3 separate regions of the Mus musculus genome follow, and all the other regions are linked to region 1. Evidence: chromatin contacts called from public HiChIP or PLAC-seq data. All regions are on one chromosome and are shown on one strand. The core of a region is the stretch at or near the end of the contact, and the rest is flanking DNA. Distances in the headings are between cores, read along the strand shown. Region 1 overlaps Clic5 (chloride intracellular channel 5). Region 2 overlaps Runx2 (runt related transcription factor 2). Region 3 overlaps Runx2 (runt related transcription factor 2).

Evidence for each region. HiChIP or PLAC-seq counts read pairs in DNA pulled down with a chosen protein or histone mark.
Region 2: a contact with region 1 is called in a FOXA1 HiChIP or PLAC-seq map of pancreatic cancer cells. The contact joins two enhancer-like sites. A contact is called at or near these places in 1 of 115 datasets of contacts at active chromatin or transcription factors (pancreatic cancer cells) and 1 of 9 other capture datasets (embryonic stem cells).
Region 3: a contact with region 1 is called in an HNF4G HiChIP or PLAC-seq map of pancreatic cancer cells. The contact joins two enhancer-like sites. A contact is called at or near these places in 2 of 39 promoter capture datasets (the HPC-7 cell line and maxillary cranial neural crest), 14 of 115 datasets of contacts at active chromatin or transcription factors (acute myeloid leukemia, embryonic forebrain, embryonic hindbrain and 8 more) and 1 of 9 other capture datasets (embryonic stem cells).

The regions. Positions count from the first base shown.
Region 1 is chr17:44,237,107-44,241,290 of GRCm38.p6, forward strand. Clic5 (chloride intracellular channel 5) reads left to right here. Exons shown (of 6, transcript NM_172621.2): 2 at 27-136. Among named protein-coding and RNA genes, the nearest start is that of Clic5, 51 kb to the left of the region's middle. Within about 2 kb of position 2,110, at least 227 of the 459 cell types and tissues checked have an H3K27ac peak or open chromatin away from gene starts, as enhancers often do. A contact at or near this core is called in the HPC-7 cell line and pancreatic cancer cells, where this site is marked.
Region 2 is chr17:44,688,514-44,692,611 of GRCm38.p6, forward strand. All of the region lies in intron 3 of Runx2 (runt related transcription factor 2), which reads right to left. Among named protein-coding and RNA genes, the nearest start is that of Runx2, 46 kb to the right of the region's middle. Within about 2 kb of position 2,043, at least 60 of the 459 cell types and tissues checked have an H3K27ac peak or open chromatin away from gene starts, as enhancers often do. A contact at or near this core is called in pancreatic cancer cells, where this site is marked.
Region 3 is chr17:44,726,610-44,730,788 of GRCm38.p6, forward strand. The region is part of intron 1 of Runx2 (runt related transcription factor 2); the gene reads right to left. Among named protein-coding and RNA genes, the nearest start is that of Runx2, 7.9 kb to the right of the region's middle. Within about 2 kb of position 2,047, at least 51 of the 459 cell types and tissues checked have an H3K27ac peak or open chromatin away from gene starts, as enhancers often do. A contact at or near this core is called in the HPC-7 cell line and pancreatic cancer cells, where this site is marked.

The DNA of each region.
Region 1 (4,184 bases), core at 860-3,359:
GGCTTCTGCCTTTGTTTTCTTTCCAGGCTGGGATCGACGGGGAAAGCATTGGCAACTGTCCCTTCTCTCAGCGTCTCTTCATGATCCTCTGGCTGAAAGGAGTCGTGTTCAATGTCACCACCGTGGATCTGAAAAGGTAAAGGACCCTGTGTTCATGAGGGGACATCTAGCGCAAGGAAGAGTCAGATGGAATGAGAGCAAATCCAGGGCCATCCTGGGGCTCCAGGAAACCTCGGATGAATCCCATCTCATTGCCCAGAACTGTTCCCAGGGCCCAACCCAGCTCACAAAGGAGGCTAAAAGAAACATAACCAGAACCTCCCTCAGGGCTGTGCTTCACTACCCTGGTTGGCATCCGTTGATTAGCAAGAAGAAAAGAGAAGGGAAGGCAAGGGCACACAACAAGTGTCTGCCTCAAGGATGGGCACAGGCGTATAAAAACATATATCACAATAGCACAGGCGTTAGGTCTGCAGGACCCTGGTGGGCTTCAGCACTGACAGCTGAATTTTCAGGGAATTAGAATCAAGACCTTTACTGAGGATTTGTCTTGGCTTTCAGAACACCTAGTGGGAGGGTTCTGGACCCGAGGACTGCATGTACAGGCCCTAAGAGGCGAAACATACAGCTTGATTGTGTCTATTCCTTTGCACTCCTGAGTTCCATTGTATTCATAGTTACCTGTTGTGCTAAGGATCTAACTTGGGGCTCCCTGCATGCCGTTCAAGTGCTGTCACTGAGCTATAGTCTGGGTCCTCTGAGTAGACGTAGAAGGTGTCTTAACTCCGTGGCGGCTAACAGTGTCCAGCAAAGCTTGGCCACGTCCTCCAGCCCATGGTGGAAAGGCTTCCAAAACAGCCTACTCTGTTCAGGTCTAATGCTCCTCCCTGGGTCCCATCTGCCCTCGGGGCTGCTCTTGTTCCCAGAAGCTCCTGGTAAGAGGCTTCTTCTACATTCGTCAGGCTTCTCCTCCTCGTTCCTCGGAACTTGAGAATCTCCTGCCTCTAGGCTCAGTTTCAGTCCCAACTTCTTGGGAAGGCCTCTGTAACCCATCACTGTCCGGAGTGGCCTCCCTTGAAACTCACCTAGGTCCGATCTGAGCTTCCTCAGGCGGAGTCATCCTTTAGTGCCTTACCTCGTCGTAACATCTACAACTCCAATGCTTCCTAACTGCTGATGGCTTTCCCCTGCAAAATCCCGTGATAGGTACTTCATAAGGGAAATTCCAGCATTCTATATTAGACAAGGAAGCCGAGCAGACCCACTGAGGTCTCCTACCAGCTGGAAATAGAGGGGCTGCTGCTAAGATCCTAGTGTCTGGCACAGTAAGGGAGCATGTACCTCCCATGCAGCCTGTGTCTGTAACAACTAAAACGAGCAGGATCCCAGAGCCTGGGCAAGGAGCTTCCTTTCCGAGAGACCAGAGTCTTTAGATTCTCATCCGTAGGAGAGAACTCTCACTAGAGTTCCAAGCTGGAGCTCAGGCAGGGGACGGAGTCTCTCGGGCATCTTAAGGATGCTTCTGCTTCTCTCACACACATTATCAGACCCAGTCCTGCCGACATCCCTCTAAGGCTGCCTTGGTGGTCACCTTTGTTTACAGCACTATCCGCACGCACACAAATACTAATTCCTATGAAAACTGATCTTATCCCAGTTTTTAATCCGAGAGAGTGCTGTTAGGGGTTTAAAGAGGTGGGCCATGGGTTTATGTTTAGGATTCTACTTGGCTTGCTGCACGAACTTGAAACCCGGCGCCCCTCATGGAGCTGTGAATCAGGGAGCTAAAGAAAGGATGAGGCCCGTGAAATAATTCACAAATCCAATCTGGAGACATGGAATTCTGTAATTTCAATTCCAACTGCGGGGGTGGGAGCTGACTGAGAGAGGAAGGGGTGGCGCTGGCCAGCATGCTTTTGACAATGCCCAGCTTCAGGAGCCAGAAGTGGCATGTCCCAAAGGTGTCAGAACCTAGCAGCCAAAGTACCCCCAGGATCCCAGAAACGAAACCACACTGCTGCCCCGTCACAAACAAAACCACACTGCTGCCCCGTCAACAGACTAACAGACCGCTGTGTCTTTAAGCCACAGTAACTGCTCCAAAATAAGACCAGAGAGGACTTCCTTCCTGGCCAGTGTCAGTTACAAAACAGGAGCAGCCTGCAAAGAATGTCCTCTCTTTATGTGAGGGGAGGGACGCACACTGAGTCAACAAGGAACTAAGTAAATTAGTCTCAGTTGTTTGAGTGTCACAGAAGGAGGCTGGAGAGCAAGCAGCCTGTTGGGAGTGACTTGGGAGCTGTCACTGGAATTCTTGTCGTCCCCTCCCTAGCTGATTAGACCAGGAATTTGTCTCCTCACAGAAGCCTCTGCCCCCTCTCGTTGACATTTTACAGTTTCTCCATCTCATATTTTCTGCTCCAGTGGCCACAAAGAATGTTGCAAACTCAGAGAATGGAAACTCCCATGGCTGCCCTGAGACTCCTGCGTGAGCCCTACCCTGTTTCCTCAGTACAGCCGGGAGTCTCCACTTCCTGTTGCTAAGCCACACCCCCACCCCACCCCGTCCCCTCCTTCCTTGATACTGGCTCAGGAATTTGACCACCTGGCAGGAGGGATTTTAGAAGCACACCACATCACTGGCACTAACAGACGCAATGTCCTTCTTGCGTTCTTGACGTACCTTCCCTGTGGCACTCAATATACTAAGTATCCAGCACCGACAGGGACCACACCAGGCACTGTTGAGGGCTGAGTCTAGAAAGTTCGATTGATTACTCCTTGTTCATTCATTGGATGCATGCTCCACATTGCTGTACTCTTCCCTAACATCTTCCCCTGCCTCTCTGGATCACGAGGACCTCAGCATCTCCCTCTCCCTGATGCATGCAGTGTCTCCTGTGTGCGCTGCAAAGGTGGTGAGGTTCCCGACACTGGGTTATCTTAGATTTAAGAGTGACTGCGAGCAGCATAGCAAGATACCTTTCTTGTTTATGCTTTGGTATGGAGTCCGGGATGGAACCAGGGCTTCACACATACTAGGCAAGGGCTTGCTATTTCAAACCGGCTCCCTCTTCGTACTTTCTGTTTTGATATAGATCTTGCGAACTTTCCCAGACTAAACCTGAGTTCACTCTGGGAGTCCAGGCTGGCCTTGAACTTGAGCTCTTTCTGCCTCAGCTCACTTGTCTAGTTGGGACAAGCGGGCCTGTATTCTCTCTTCAGAAGGACTGAGTTTGGCAAGGTAGCCTTCATCTATAAGGTTTTACTGGTCCCGGGAAAACCTGAGACAAAAGGAAACTGCTTTCCTCAACATGAGTCATTGTGTTTACTCAAGTCCTACTAGATAAATGAAGTTGTGACTCCTTGGAATTGGATTATTTATAACTATAAGTACCCCTTAAGTGCCCTCAATCTTTATTGTAAAAGATTCCATTTCTGACTGGGGAGATCTTCAATTTACATATATTAAATTAATTTTAAAAATCTTTCACAAAACAACTAAGTTTTAGTAAAATTAAAATCATAATGGTTATATTTTTTAAAAATGTGTGCTCAAATTAAGATTAAAAACAGTAAATGGTGAAGTATGTTGGATTATTAACTGGTTTCCTGTAGGATAGCTGCCTACTGGTCCCTGGCATTCATTGAAAAGCACAAACTTTCATAATTGGGTTGGAGTTTTTTCAATATCAGACCAACTTTTGAGTTCTAATTTCACAGTTAAAGTTAACCCTTTTTAAATTTAATTTTTTATTATACATGTGTGGCTGATTTGCCTGCATGTGTGTCTGTTCACTGTGTGTGTGCAGTACCTGAAGGGGCCAGAAGAGGGCATCAGTCCTCCTGCAACTGGATTTACAGGCAATTCTGAGCTGTTAGCTGCCTTGTGGGTTTTGGAAACTGAATGTAGGTGTTGGGAACTCTTTGTCTGTTTGATTAATTTCCGAGACGGTATTCTAGTCTGTAGCCCAAGCTGGTATCACAATGGTAGCAATCCCCCTGCTCCAGCCTTCCAAGCTCTGGGATAACAGGAATGGATGGACCACCAAGCCCAGCTCATAGTTCTTGATGTAGAACCCTTAGCCATAGCCTCCCTGATGTTTCCTGATCTGCAATATTGAACGTAGGCCTCTGGACCTAACCCCATGAGTTTTCACCAGGGTCCATTGGTTAAACAGCAA
Region 2 (4,098 bases), core at 793-3,292, 450 kb after region 1:
ACAGCAAGACACGTTTATGTAGGAGTGAAACGCTCTCAGCCATTGTGACACTTTGCTAATTTTGGATGTAACATACAAAGACTAGTTCAACCTATCCCAGGAATTAACTTGCAGGAATCAGACCCAGATGCAAATCCTTCACTCCACTGTCTCAAAACATGATCTATATCTAAACTCACAAACTGAGATAAAGTAAACAGAAAAGAGTGTGGAAAAGAAGGAGAATAACTTTTAAAAAATTAAAGCCAGTTTCTGTATGACTGCATAGAGATCTCTGTTTTCGTACTATAATACTAAGGCAGAGAAAAAGCGTCACTTTTAACTCTATTAGCAAGATGAAAGGGATAAAAGGGATAGGCCAAATGACATTATAGGCATTAGTGTTGCAAAAAAAATTTTTTTCTCCCCAGCAGAAGAGAAGTACCCCCTTTCCTGGGAGAAATAAGGGCACCTAAAACACCCCAATAGAGCCAGATATAGTGACTCAAATCTTTAATTCCAGCACTTGGAAGGCAGAGAAAGGATGATCTTTGGGAGTTCAAGGAGTCCCAGGTCAGCCATAACTAGACAGTGAAACCCTGTCTTTAAAAAGAAAGGGTGATGGGAGGAAAGCAGACCTGTGAGGTAATGCTGCTGTCTTAGCTTGTGTTTTATTTCCTATATTTACCAGGCAATCAGAAGAGATCTGGGCACTCTATGTCTAGGTGTTCTCTTAAGAAGTCACTGATGGATATCAAATAAGGGTCTGGCCTTAGGATGTTCCTCACCTCACACCCAGGTGGAGTCTGCTCCGTAAAGCCACTGGCCCTGGGCTTGTCACCACTCAGACTCTGATGCCTAACACCAAAGCCTGATGCTCCAATGACTGGCTGCAAGTCTGGGCTTTTTCAAACCTTTTCTCATGAGAGTGTGCAGAGAGAGCATATTATGCTACCAATTCCAGAAAGTGTGGTAATCCGTGATGCTTTCCAGACATGTGTGTCAAAGCGAAGTTGTAGTTAATGCCCGCTTGCTTAAATTTCATCCATTCGTGTTCAAATCATCTGCTCTGAAAGGGAAATGTTTACTCTTGTACACATTTGGGTTTTAACCTCGAAAACCATTGCTAGAGATTAATCTCAGCCACTGAACATCTGCTTCAAAACCCAAACTCAAGTCCATCATTTCAATGGCATTACAAATACTCCATTCCGTTTTCAATACTCCACTGCGGGCTGTGACATCCTGTTACCACACAAATCATTAAAGCCAAAGCTAGTTATTCAAATGATAGCTCACAGAGATACCGGCACCCACCATTTCTGCCTCAAGTTGCTTTGTAGTGTGTAGAAGGATGTATTTGTTCATGTGTACGTTTCATGTAAATCTACATACACAATTTCATGTGATCTTCTCCTACATACCTTCCAAAACTCATAAAATCTATAAGACCACCAGTGCTGAGGAAAAACAGAAGCCGACTACCACGCCCATTAGCTTAATGTAGAATGAGTGTTGGCACATCAGTACTGCCTGCTTTGTTACCCCCTCTTAAAAGATCCAGTACTTCCCAAGTGATTAGAAAGACAAGCATGAGTTACTGCACACAACACTATAAATAAATGTAGTGTACCCTGTGGACTCTAAATGCTTGCATGTGTTTAAATCAACTTGCTTAACACAGACTGTCAGAAAAAGGACCTTTGTCCCCTTGGTTTTTAATTAAACTTTTCTGTATGTTCTTTTTTTACTTAATGTCTACATCTGAATATTGACTCATCTGAGTGTCACCAAAGTGCCTGAAATGGCTTAGGCCTGACAGTTTGCTTTAGCAGTTGGACAAGCCAGATCTAGTCACGCATTCCTGATGCAGCTGCCCCAGCAATAATTTTAAGGCTTAATTAAGTTATACTGCCTATCACACTTTAAAAAAAAACTAATATTGCTAATTCATTTACTAAATATAACTAATTCCTTTAGCAAACAGCCAAGATAGACACACAGAAAATTAGACAGAAGTTCCCCCCATGAGTCAAAAGGACTATCAGATCAGCCTAGTCCTTGAATGGTTCAACCCCACCCCCAACACACACACACACACACTTCCTGTTATACTTTGTGGTATAGTCTGAGCTAGAATAAAGCTTGAAAGAGTGCCAACAGACATCAAACAGCAGTGGCACACAGTAGGTATGCAGTAAGCATGTGCTAGCTGATGACCTACAACTTATTTCATGCTTTGCTTTAAGAGACCCCTTCACAGACCGCTCCCCTTTCTTCTCCCTGATATGAACATTGATTTTAGAGGCACGCACACCTCCTGATCTTCCACCCCCATCCTTAACACACTTGGGATGTAGAAGTGCTCTCTAGCTGGCTTCCGTGCCTCTGTATGTTCCTTACTTCCTGTGTCTTCCTTCCAATCTGTTTCCTGTGTCCCTATCAAACTCAAATAGCCTCTCTGATTCGAAACTCTGAGGCTCCTCTGTGGACAGAATCCCTACAATTCTGCATAAGGTAAGAATTCAAACCCTGCCCTTTCGATGAGCCTACTGAAGAACTAAGTACCTCACATCCAACCCTCCTGCCTTCTCTATCTACTCAGGACTCCTATCAATGGCTGTCTTCCCTCAACACCATCCTCTGGACCAGGCTAGACTCTCTCCCTGGTAAGGGACCCTGCAGGTACAGCCAGTGATAAAGGATAAACTCCAGAGAGTATAGTGTCCCAGAAGCAAGGGACTCAGTGTTGCTGAGGAATGGCCCGCATTCCCTGCCCTTTCTCTTCCCTGTTGCTGTAACAACTGCTTCCTTCTATCTGGATTCTCACCTTCAGGGCTCAGCTTTCTCCAAGGTGCTTGCCTTTCCTTTAGCATTTCTATCACACACTAACAAACACACGGATACTGTGCTTGTGTGACAGTGCTAGGGAGTTTTTGTTATGTTCCTGTGTTGTCTTGCCTTGATCATGCTAGGGACAGAACCTAGGGTCCCCTACTCTACCACAAAGCTACACTCCCAGCCCTTAATGAATGATGAATGCTTACTAAACTCTCTCTTACAATCACCTTTATAAGTAGACTCTCATTATAAACAGACTTTGTCACTCACATTTTTCTCATAGAGATACTGATGTCCTGGAATGGAAAGTGGTTTGTCAAGGGCCACTCACTCCGAATATGTCAGGGTGAGGGCTTCAGTTTTGTAACCCAAAGTCCAGATGGACTTCCTTTCATGCTGTTTCCTCTCTTCAGTTCCCTCAGTTCCTCTCCCCTCCTCACAGCCAACACTCCTGAAGCCACGGTCTAAATCCCTTAGCCCACTTTTTTCACCATTACTGATTTCCCCCCAGCCCTGGGAATCTGTCTCTCTACTGGGATCCCTTGGGTCAAGGTCACTCATGGCTTCCATACTGCCCAGCCCAATAGTAGTTCCTAGAAATGAAAATTAAACACAGTAGAGGCCGCACCTCAGCAGCCCTGAGTCCCTTGCTTCTGGGACACTATACGCTCTGGAGCTCTTCCTACGCCCCTGGCTGTACCTGCTCAGGGACTCTCGCCAGCTCTTCGATTTTATCTGACTTCAAATCTGGAGTCTTTTCTCAGCGCCCTGTCCTCAGCTTTCTCTTCTGTCTAACATGATTTCTTATGTTCTATGGCTTTTAATACCACTCCAGGCTTAACACATCCTTCTAGCATTGCGACAGGACACTGTCATTACAAAGTCCATGATCAAGGGCTGAACAGTCAGTCACATTATGAAGGAAAGGAAGGAAGGAAGGAAGGAAGGAAGGAAGGAAGGAAGGAAGGAAGGAAGGAAGGACTGTAAAGATAGCTCATCACTTAATATCACACCCTAAGTACGTGAGAGGACCCAAGTTGGGATCCTAACACCTACATTAAATGGTTCACAACTACCTATAATTCCACTTCCAAGAGACCCAATACCTTCTACAAGCCTCTAAGAGCACTCACATACATGTGGCATACGCTCACCCACACATACACACACTAAAATAAACCTATTTTTAAAAAACCTCACTAAATAGCTCTTAGTGTTTTATGTAAGTTTATACTTTGTTGCTAGCCTGAAGCACATGCAGCCTGCAGGCCACAAGTT
Region 3 (4,179 bases), core at 797-3,296, 490 kb after region 1:
CCAGGTTAGCTGTGCACACTGGGTTAGCATGCAACCTTAGCGATGGAATGCCAGTCACCGGGAACCTTCCTTGTCCCCTGTTCTCCATCCATCACCAAGACCCTGCTTCACAGAGACAGTCCCTTCCTCTCCAGTAACTCCCAGGATCCTCTGCCCAGCCTGTTCCCATGTCTTCACCTAGTGCCCAGAGTTCCCCAGTAACTGGGCAAAGCCAGATAAGGCACCACTCTAACAAGGCGCCCCGTGTGCCTGTCTGTCTAGCAAGGTGCCCCATGTGCCTGTCTGTCTAGAAAGGCGCCCCGTGCGCCTGTCTGTCTAGCAAGGCGCCCCGTGCGCCTGTCTATCTAACAAGCACCCTTCACTTGGTCTTTCCCCACTTCTGCTTATGAGCTCTCATTTGTCAGAAGCTCTAGGAAACAAGTCTAGATACTCCTGAACGCACTTGTTATGTGTCCTCCTTAAACTTTCTTGTTCAGTGATAAACAGGACTGAATTTCCCCTCTCTGTAACCTCTATCCCAGGTCCGACCCCTCATTATATCCTCTCTGCCAGCCAGGAAAACACAAAATAAAACCTCATCAAGATTTTCTGTTACTCTTACTTGACTCTTAGACCATTTGTTTCTCAGTTTCTCCAACCTCACACCCTGTTCAGTGCAAAATCAAGAAGCTGTTCCTTATAGTGTAGTGTAGGGCTCACATTCCCAGTGCCCCATGCTATCTAGTCACCCTCATTTTTACTATATACAGATTGATGATTAATGACGATTTTTAATAAATTAGTCCCCAGGTTTAAGGAATGGCCTTCATTTCATCTAGTTTATTTACAAACCTCAACTCTCCTCACACTATCTGGCATATTCAGAAGTGTTTGATGAGTATTAAAAAAAAAAAAAAAGGAGGTAGAGGCTGCGCAGTGGTGGCACATGCCTTTAATCCCAGCACTTGGGAGACTGAGGCAGGAGGATTTCTGAGAGAGTGAGTTCCAGGACAGCCAGGGCTATACAGAAAAACCCTGTCTTGAAAGAAACCAAAAATACATATATACATACATACATACATACATACATACATACATACATACATACAATAGGAGGTAGAAAGAAGATTCAGTGCATAAAGTGTTTTTTATGTAAGCATGGGGGCTGATTCAAATCCTCAGAGCCAATGTAAAGGGCAGACATAAAAAGATGTAGGTCTGACCTTTGTAATACCAGCACCCTTACTGGGAGATTGGGCATGTGACCTGTGAGTCATTTAGCCTGGTACACAGCAGCAAACAGCAAAGAGACTGCCTGGGACAGTGGAGAACACAAGGACCAATGTCTGAGGTTGTTCTCTGATCACCACATGCTTGCCATAGCACTCTATGACATCACATAGCAATGTGCAAACACACATGCACACACACACACATTTATATGTGAGAGAGGAATATGTGAGTATGTGTCTCTGTGTGAGTGCATGTATGTGTGTATGTCTGTGTATGTGAATGTCTATGTCTGTGTGACTGTGTGTATGTCTTTCTGTGTGTATGTCTGTGTCTGTGCATGCGTCTGTATGTGTCTGTGCATGTGTGTCTGTGCATGTCTATGTGTGTACATGTGTATGTAAGTGAGTCTCTGTGTGTGCATGTATATGTGTATGTATTTGTGTTTGCATGTGTATGTCTATGTGTCTATGTGTGTGCATGTGTATGTACGTGTGTCTTTGTGTGTGCATTTGTATGTACGTGTGTCTTTGTGTGTGTCTCTGTGCATGTGTATGTATGAGTATGTCTGTGTATGTGTATGTATATGTGTCTGTGCATGTGCATGTGTGTATATCTGTGTGTCTGTGTGTACACGTGTATGTGTGTGTACCAGTGTGTATCTGTGTGTGTGCATGCATGTGTGTGTGTGTGTGCATGCATGTGTGTGTGAGTGTGTGTGTGTGTGTGTGTGTGTGTATGAAACAAATAAATGAAAGAGTTCCATAGAAAGCACTGCTCTCAGCAGCCAGCAGCTCTGTGGGCTACCAGCTAACCTGCTGAGGGAACCAGTTACAGAATGAGTCAGCATCCCTCAGACAGCACTGTCCTCATGCAGACCGGCATTACCTGGAGTACACAGCTACTCTCAACTCGAGAAGTCTCCTGGGTCAAAAGCAAATGCCTTGAGCCTCTCTGTCACCTCTGTCTAGCAACTTGGGAGGGGCAGAGAAGGTTACTAAGACAAGTGCTGGGCTCCTGAAGATGGAGTATTTCTCTGATGCCAAAAAAAGGCACGTTTGAAAATACAGAAATGATTGACTATATCTGCCAGCATTCATCTGAACATGAAGACATCTTGTGTCTTCAGCAGATTGTAGTTTAACCCCTGATGCCTGGCTTTCTATTGAAAATGATTATTAATAAAGGCAAAAGAAAGTAACATTCTCTTAGAAGGGACTGTATGTACTAAAAAGCATAAGGCTCCGTTTCCCCCTACTTTACCTATATATCTCTGACCCTTATACCAATCATTCCAGCTCTAAGAACCAGAGCTCCCCAATATACATTGGAAATAATGTTTAAGCTGTAAAATGTAGAAGATGCCACATAAGCACAGAGTGTCACTATAGTGATCTTGGTTTTAGTAAGATAAAGAGAGTGATGGTTGAGTCTGCTGCTAAACACGGGCTTTTAGTGGTAAGCATCCGTTAAGAGTGTCACTGTGTATGTGATGCCTCACAGCCTCAAATGTTCTGCAGTATTGTAAGGTAAAGGACTGCTCTCCAGGGGTTTCACTCCAGCTGAACAGTGTTTCAGAAAAAAAAAAATATATATATATATATAAAGAAATCTGCCTCAGTTTAAAGGTTTTCAAGAGCTTGGAAAATTATTATTTTACTACATATTTTTTAACATAATGAACTTTTCTTTTAGTTAAAAGAAAACAAAAATTGATTCAATAAGGGAAAATGTGAAAGAAAGGATTCCTGAGAGTGAAATACATAAATCCACTTTATTAAAGCAGTGTAGTAATAATCATATTAAATATGGGTTTGCTTTGTATATCATATTTAGCAAAACAGACAGTTGTGTGCACATTCTATGATGCTTAGACCTGGGTCTGAAGAACATGCCAACACACACAGTGGCAATCTTTCTGATAAGGCTGAACTCTAATGCAAGGACTAAAATATATTGTATTTTCTGCTGTCATTGTACCAGACCTGACTGACCAGCATTGTTTCTGAGGAGGAGTGGTGTATGTCTTGGGAGGGGGAGTACTGTATTTAACTTTATATCAGTCAGAAGTATAATTACATGTTTGAGACTTTTTAAGTAGATGTCTGAAGCTTAAAAGTCTCCTTTGAATATTCCCAACCATGTTTATCTAAAAGAAAACCAAAGAATGAGGAAATTTTTACACATTTCATCTGTACCAAACCCAAGCAATTGAAAAACATTCTAAAGAGCAAAAAGAACAACCACGAAAGAAAGGAAGGAAGAAAGGAAGGAAGGAAGGAAGGAAGGAAGGAAGGAAGGAAGGAAGAAAGAAAGAAAGAAAGAAAGAAAGAAAGAAAGAAAGAAAGAAAGAAAGGAGAGAGAGGAGAGAGAAAGAGGAAGAGGAAGAGGGAGAGGGAGAGAGAGAGAGAGAGAGAGAGAGAGAGAGAGAAAGAGAGAGAGAGAGAGAAAAATCACTCTTTAACTGTTAAGACTAGACATGAACTAAATTTTTTTCCAATGTTACCCAACATGAAGTACTGTTCTGCAAAGAATAATTCACAATGAACTCATAATAATTACATTTCTAGGTGTTCTTAAAATATAAGAATTACAAAGTCAAGAAAAGCAAGAGAAGAGAGAAGTCACTTTCTGTTCTGCCCTCACAGAATTGAGGAAGAATTTGCTTTATTTAGCTTACCTCACTGTAGCCAGCATTTAAACCACACACTGTACAGTTTGTACAAAATGAAGTTAAAGAATATTTAACTCTAGTGATGTTGAGATTTTGTCTGAGTCCCACTCTGACTGAATCTGGGCCTCACTCTGAACAAGGAGCGATAACAAACTTAACTTAGACTCCTGTTCGTGTGGTCTCACCATACTGGAAGTTGAACATTGCCCATGACATTCCCAGGACAGCAATTCAGTCTGAGCTAATCAATTGCTCTGGCAGAGCAACTTTATGTTGGCACAATGCATGTGCAGGAA